2 separate regions of the Hordeum vulgare genome follow, and region 2 is linked to region 1. The links are chromatin contacts, called in public Hi-C maps. All regions are on one chromosome and are shown on one strand. Each heading gives the region's core, a stretch centred on a gene start, on an enhancer-like site or on the middle of the called end of the contact. The rest is flanking DNA. Distances are from core to core; before and after follow the strand shown.

Region 1 (3,343 bases), core at 210-2,709:
GTGTAGTAGTTCTTCACATGTGGGCATTTTTTACGACAATAATAACTACCATTCAAAGGCAGCTAATGACACAACATGATAGTCCAACATGCTTTACAAAATACTTCAAGTGGGCAACAACAAAGGGGCTATAGATCAATGGCCATTAAGAAGACAAAACAACAAGTTGCATAACAATTTTCAGACTAAGAAATATTTTAAAATCTCAAAATAGCAACATTGTGTAAGCATGTTCATGTTATGAAAACTAACTAAACATGAATTTCATGGCATGGCAAACATACTAGCAAATAGTCACGACATACTATAAATTACCCAATTGGCACTAGTCCAAAGGATGCATTGTTTGCTTAGTATGATTTTTGCAAATGGTACTTTTCATTAACAAAAAAGAATATTTAACATATACCTACTTAAGTGTAACAAATGGACATGATGTAGATTTTTTACATCAAAACCAATGGCATGGCATGATAGAGAACATCACAAATAACAAATTACATGAACGAGCCACATGCATAGGAGTTACATTTATTTAGTTATGAAATAAACCGTTTTAATAGGCCATTAATGCAAATTGCGTGAAAACAGTATTTTTTAAAAATTAACCCATGTGAAAGTTTGATATTGTGAATTTACACGAAATTCTGAACATTTTACATATATAAAACGATTTCATCCGATGCACGGTTAATTAATTATTAGCATTTTAAAATGATGTTCTTTTAAAATCTGCAATGTCTTGATAATTAGATAAATCGCAGACGAAGAAAAAATACACGGGGCAAATCTGGGCGAAACTGGGCTAACAGGGAATGGCGCAAGATACTAAATATGGCCCGTGGCACGGGTTAACACACGCTAGGGCTAAGGTTCTCACCGTACTCAGCTGGGCTGAAGTTGGCTTGGCACAAGAGGAGGCTGGGCCAGCACGTGGCACTGGTGAAGGATGGGCTTGGAGGCGGCCCATGCGGTAGGCGTGGCACGCCAACTGCGGGTGCAGCTAGGGCTCACGACGGTTGTTGGCCCGGCCTAATGCGAGGTCAACGCAAGCGGGAACGAGGGCATCGTCCTCCTCCAACGAACCAGAGGAGGCGCCCGCGCTGATGAACTCCTACGGGCGGCGCGACGACATAGAGGAGGGCACGAGGTGCAGTGAGGTCGGGAACAGACAGAACGTGCCGCATGGCAACCGTACCCGGTGGTGGCGCGATGAACGGTGGCGGCCAGAGCTTGGGCGGCGACATCCATGGCGGGTTCCTGTAGAACGGGAGGGAGAGAGAGAGAGAGAAATTAGTGAGAGGAAGAGAGACCAGAGTAAGGGACCGGCCTGGTCGAGGTCGTCAGCCTCGTGGTCAAGGAGGTCCTCCAGCAAGCTCGAGCGAGCTTCCAACGCGAGAGCAGCCGGGTCGGGCCGTCGGGGAGGCTCACGGGCACGAGCACGGGTGGGTTTCGTGACGTCGGTGGATGGGCTTCGTGGGCCCGAATCGGGCCTGACGGGACGCGACGGGTGAGGGAGTTGGAGGGCGTAGGTGGTGGGTGCGGAGCAGACCTGGCCAAACGGGCCGGCCCGGCCCGGCCCACCATAATCGTGCCAAGCACAGCATGGCACGCGTGGGTCCGATTATTAGCTGGGCCGTGCCGTGCCGGCTCACCGGCGCAGCCTCCCGGCCCACGCACGACACGGAGGCTATACGGGCCGGCCCGTAGGCACGCCAGGCCCGTTAGTCTGTTAGTTTTTTTAGGCTATTATTTGGACTGATTTTGGCATGTTAGGCTATTTTGGGCCTATTTTAATATAGGTTAATTCTTTTATCCTATATATATAAATGAGTAAAAAAAATAAACGGGTCGTGCCGTGGCGGCCCGCGTGCCCAGCCCTCAGGCCCAGGCACGGCCCGAGGCGTGTCGCGTGCCTGACACGACCCGTTTAAATCGTGCCGGGCCGGGCCCTGTCGTGCCGTCGTGGCGGGCTGGCGGGCCGGCCTGTTTAGCCCGGCCCGTTTGACCAGGTTTGGTGCGGAGTAGTGGTGGGAATGATGAGGCACGGATTGTGGGGCCCACAGGTCTAGGGTTTCCACAATAGGCAGGATAGTGGGTCTATTTATAAAAAGGAGGGCTAAGTTGGAGGTTTTAGTCTGCTTTGAGACCTTACGATTTCGATCGGACGGCTCCGGTCAGGAGGTAGACTAGGTGGGTTGTGGTACGATGTGGAGAGGTGTTGGACTGAGATGAGAGAGAAGTGTGTGGTCCCTCATAGGTTTTAGAAATACCGAAAGTGTCCGTGGTTTTACCAGCTATAGTGGCGTTATAGGGTTATTCGTTCGGGTATCAAACGACCCTCGAATGCGGCAAAATTTGATAGGTGATCTACCTACAATATAATAAGAGTGCACGCCAAATTTCAACCCATTTGAAAAATATTTTATACCCACTTTAAAGACAATATTTTCAATGATGCCACGGGCGCGTGCGAGTGTGTTTGGCCTCGAAACGGTCAACGAGAAGAACGAAAAAACTGGCAACTACGAATGGATGCAAGTTTTAGAAAATAAAGGCAACAGAGTGCCGATGAAATGCGAATGATGCGAGGATGACTGCGACAAACAAATAAATCACACGACGAAGCCCAAAATAAATGGAAGGCATGTGGAGCGTTGGCCTCGGGCTGTTACAAGTGTCGTGTTAAAATTTGGAATCGTCCAATGTTTGTTTGGACGTTTTTATGCATTCATTGAGTTTTCTAGGCATTTAGTGTGGATATTTAAAGTTTTAACTATGTGTAGAAGCTCGAGTGCATCAAAATGGATTAAAAATCACATATGTGTTCCCTCGTTGCATGTTTAGTTCCAATGAATTCCAAACACCCCGGCGTCGTGGATCGGCCGTAAACATTGAAAATGTTGATTTTTAAATTCCTATAAATCCGAAACTCATCTGAAATTCATGAAACTTGGCATGGTGCCATGAACTGGCACCAACATGCTGTGGCAAATGCTTTCTTCAAATTGGGAAAAGTTTTGGCATAACCTTCTTACAAACTAGAGCTTCTCACTAGAAGCCGCGTGGTTCTGATAGGGAACATGTCACATTTGTACACAGAGCGGCATTCATTGCATCTTCTCACATTGAATTTTTTTGGGAGGCGACATGTATTACTAGTAGTGTCATGTTAAAATCTTGAATTATCGAGGGTTCGTAAGGACGTTTTTAAACATTAAGTGAGTTTTCTAGGCATTTAGTGTGTATATTTCAAATTTTAACTATACGCACGTGCTTAAGTGCATTAAAATTGGTTGAAAAATAATATATGTGTCCTGGGTGCATGTTTAGTTTACAAGCA
Region 2 (3,398 bases), core at 612-3,111, 120 kb after region 1:
TTCATTATGAATGTGTGATTGAGAAACTCACGTGGAGCTGCAAAATGATTTGGTTGAGCATATGTGGGCTCATGTTGACAACCAATAGATGTATCTTTTTTAATATGTATTTAAGACAATTTAATTTTTATTCAGTTTGTAAAACTATACTTATTTATTTAAAAACTATGTTTTATTTGATTGTGAAACTATGCTATTTTTTATACGTCTGCTTGTTAAATAATGCAAAACGTGCTCATATTTGTTGAAAAGGGACGGACAGCCGATCACGTCAATAAATTTAAATCCCGGACGTTGGACGCATTACCAATCTAAATGTTAAATACGACGGACGTCGAACGGACGGCAGACCCAAGGACAAAAATATTGTCCGTTTGAATCGGCGCGTTGGAGTTGCTAGGTGCTTCTAAGATCGTATTAGTGTAGAGGCTGAGAGTTGTATCTTAACGATTTTAATACATTCTTTTCACACAAAGATGTAAATTTTACATGCAATGTGTGAGCTCTTGTTTCTTTTGCGTGCAAGAACAAGCTCTTGTCCTGCGTCGGCATAAAGTCCGAGCCGCATCACAGTTGTAGTACTAGCTGCTAGCTACGTCGACGGGTGCATCTCCTAAAATCTGAATGATTGGGCCGTGAGAGCGACCCGAGCCGCCCGGTGCTTTCCAGCCACATGATCGTAGGTGGCACCGCCGGATTGGCTGGTCGCGCGCGGCTGATGTGGATACCGTAAATCTGAAGGTCTCTGTTGTCCCACGTGTCCCAGTAGGAGCCGTATGGACGTATGAGAATACGTACGTTGTGCATCTCGAGGGAGTTCGTTACAGGGAACGAGTTGTAGCGGGAGGGAAAGGAAAATGGAGGAGATGTCATCGGTCGAGGGGCCCACTCCACCGTAGTAGAGTATACGTACTATACTAGAAATATTCGCAGACAGGAACGTTCTGCGCCTATCTGTTTCGTTGTTATACTTGTCTTGATCAGAGAAAGCGACCACCGATGGTTCACGATTTCTCCGTAAGCACAAAGGCGAGACCTAACCAGCCGGGCTTCAAATTTCGGGAGCACGTTTTCTGCAAGGGGGGAGAAGAGCGGGGGAGCAGCTTATTATGCCTTCACGTCATACAGCTTGCAGGCTGCAACTAATCAGGCTACTGTTAGGAATCTCCATTTGCAGAGTAGCTGCGCGAGCTGTCTGTCTTAGCGATGATTCGCTGTCCTTGTTTGTTATTGGTGGCAATCAAGTTTCTGGGCATCTCCATTGGTGGATAAGCATGTATATACTGAACCTGTTGAAATTCCTGTCATTGTCTGTGTATACTGAATTGTTTTCTGAAAGGTAGGACTGCCAAATTGTCGGGAGTAGTCGGCGCTACAGCAAAAGTTACTTGGAGCTGCATATGCATGCATGCATTTGGAACGGACACATCGTTGATCGTTCCAAGACATCTGCAAAACCCATGCTAACTCTACACGCCCCTAGATAAAGGTCGCTATATCCTCTCTTTTTTTTTTGCCATCACTGATGATGTGTTGCTTGCCAGTGACCAGCAACGAGAAGCAACGAGAGTAGAACACTTTGGTGCGCTTTCTGAACTTTCTGCATATTCTTTTTTCCAGGGCGGTACAGCAGCAACGTAAGCGCACTGCACTGCACTGCACTGCACATACCTTAGAAAACAGCCCCTCCCCTCCAATTGATCACTAGCCACCAGTTCGTTAGGCTCCGAAAACGACCTAACGATGATGCTATAGTCGGTTGTGGGCGGCAAATTATAACCCAAAACCTCCCAAAAACTAAGCAGAAAACCTTATCCCTCGCTAATAATCAATCTGCCTCCCCCCTTAACAGGCCAAACTCGAGCTGATGATGAGCTCGTCCTCTCCCCGGCACGAGCCACCCTCTCACGTCCCATATATACCTGACCGGCCCTCCCCTTTCTCCTCACACTGAACAACTGCAGCAAGCACCGTTCAAGCTAGAGGGCACTAGGTTGAGCTAGCTTAGCAATGGCCAAGGACATTGAGGCGGCACCCCAAGGGGGCGAGTTCTCCAGCAAGGACTACTCGGACCCGCCCCCGGCGCCGATCGTGGACTTCGAGGAGCTGACCAAGTGGTCGCTGTACCGCGCGGTGATCGCCGAGTTCGTCGCCACGCTCCTCTTCCTCTACATCACCGTGGCCACCGTCATCGGGTACAAGCACCAGTCCGACCCCACCGTCAACACCACCGACGCGGCCTGCAGCGGCGTCGGCATCCTCGGCATAGCATGGGCCTTCGGCGGCATGATCTTCGTCCTCGTCTACTGCACCGCCGGCGTCTCAGGTCCGTCCGTCGATCGACCACTAGTTCTCTTAACTTCTCGCGCATACTAACTGCATGTATGCATGCATCATGCACATGCGTGTGACTGACCCGCGTTCTCTCTTCACGATGCATAGGTGGACACATCAACCCGGCGGTGACCTTCGGGTTGTTCCTGGCGAGGAAGGTGTCGCTCATCCGGGCGCTGCTCTACATCATCGCGCAGTGCCTCGGCGCCATCTGCGGCGTCGGCCTTGTCAAGGGCTTCCAGAGCTCCTACTACGTGCGGTACGGCGGTGGCGCCAACGAGCTCAGCGCAGGCTACTCCAAGGGCACCGGTCTAGCGGCCGAGATCATCGGCACCTTCGTGCTCGTCTACACGGTCTTCTCCGCCACCGACCCCAAGCGCAACGCCCGTGATTCCCACATCCCGGTGAGTACTAGTACTACTACTGAGACTGGCTACTGAAACGTCTCGCTAGTTGCATCGCTCATGGCTACTATAGCGTAGCAGTATATATACCATTAAACCATAGAGACACTTTACAGTGTCCATCAAAAGAAAAGTACACTTTAGAGTATATGGGTTTATGGCCAATGATAGAATTGGCTGCAGATCAAAGTGCTGCGGAAGTCGTTGACTTAGTATTGGAACAACTTACTTAAGAACGAGAAAACATTCTAACAAGTGTGCTCAGAAAGAATATTCTAGTAAGTTAAACTCGAATTACTGAAGTTAATAGTTGGTAAAAACTAAAAAGCGATTATCAAATCATATACTCAATTTCTACTACCAGTGCTATGAGCTTTGATACATCTACGTAAGTTTTTAACGTAAACTTACGTTTAAGATGATCTGGCATGAGTTAGTTGAAAGATAAAAACAATACAGGCCCATCCCTAAAAATCAGGGGACCGGTGATTGGTTAAGGAAATAAGGAACGTAAGTTTACGTTAGTTACTTACGTAGATATAGCATTTTTGCAGTGCTATAGTAGCAAAATACTTTTGGGAGGGAGCGCCGGAGTAGGGCAACCAAGTTCACAAATCCTGACAAAATGAAGCATTTTAATGAACCTAAATGCTAAAGTGC

Evidence for each region. A called contact is a pair of places that touch in the nucleus more often than the background predicts.
Region 2: a Hi-C map of leaf shows a contact between it and region 1, with 6 times the contacts expected there. The contact joins the promoter of LOC123404010 here to the enhancer-like site in region 1. A contact is called at or near these places in 5 of 6 Hi-C or Micro-C datasets (leaf, seedling and an unstated tissue).

What each region holds. Positions count from the first base shown.
Region 1 is chr6H:380,511,497-380,514,839 of MorexV3_pseudomolecules_assembly, forward strand. No RefSeq gene overlaps it. Among protein-coding and RNA genes, the nearest start is that of LOC123404010, 120 kb to the right of the region's middle. Within about 2 kb of position 1,460, at least 3 of the 3 cell types and tissues checked have open chromatin away from gene starts, as enhancers often do. A contact at or near this core is called in leaf and seedling, where this site is marked.
Region 2 is chr6H:380,626,676-380,630,073 of MorexV3_pseudomolecules_assembly, forward strand. It overlaps LOC123404010 (probable aquaporin PIP2-2), which reads left to right and starts at 1,862. Exons shown (of 4, transcript XM_045097910.1): 1 at 1,862-2,326; 2 at 2,443-2,738. The coding sequence starts at 2,011.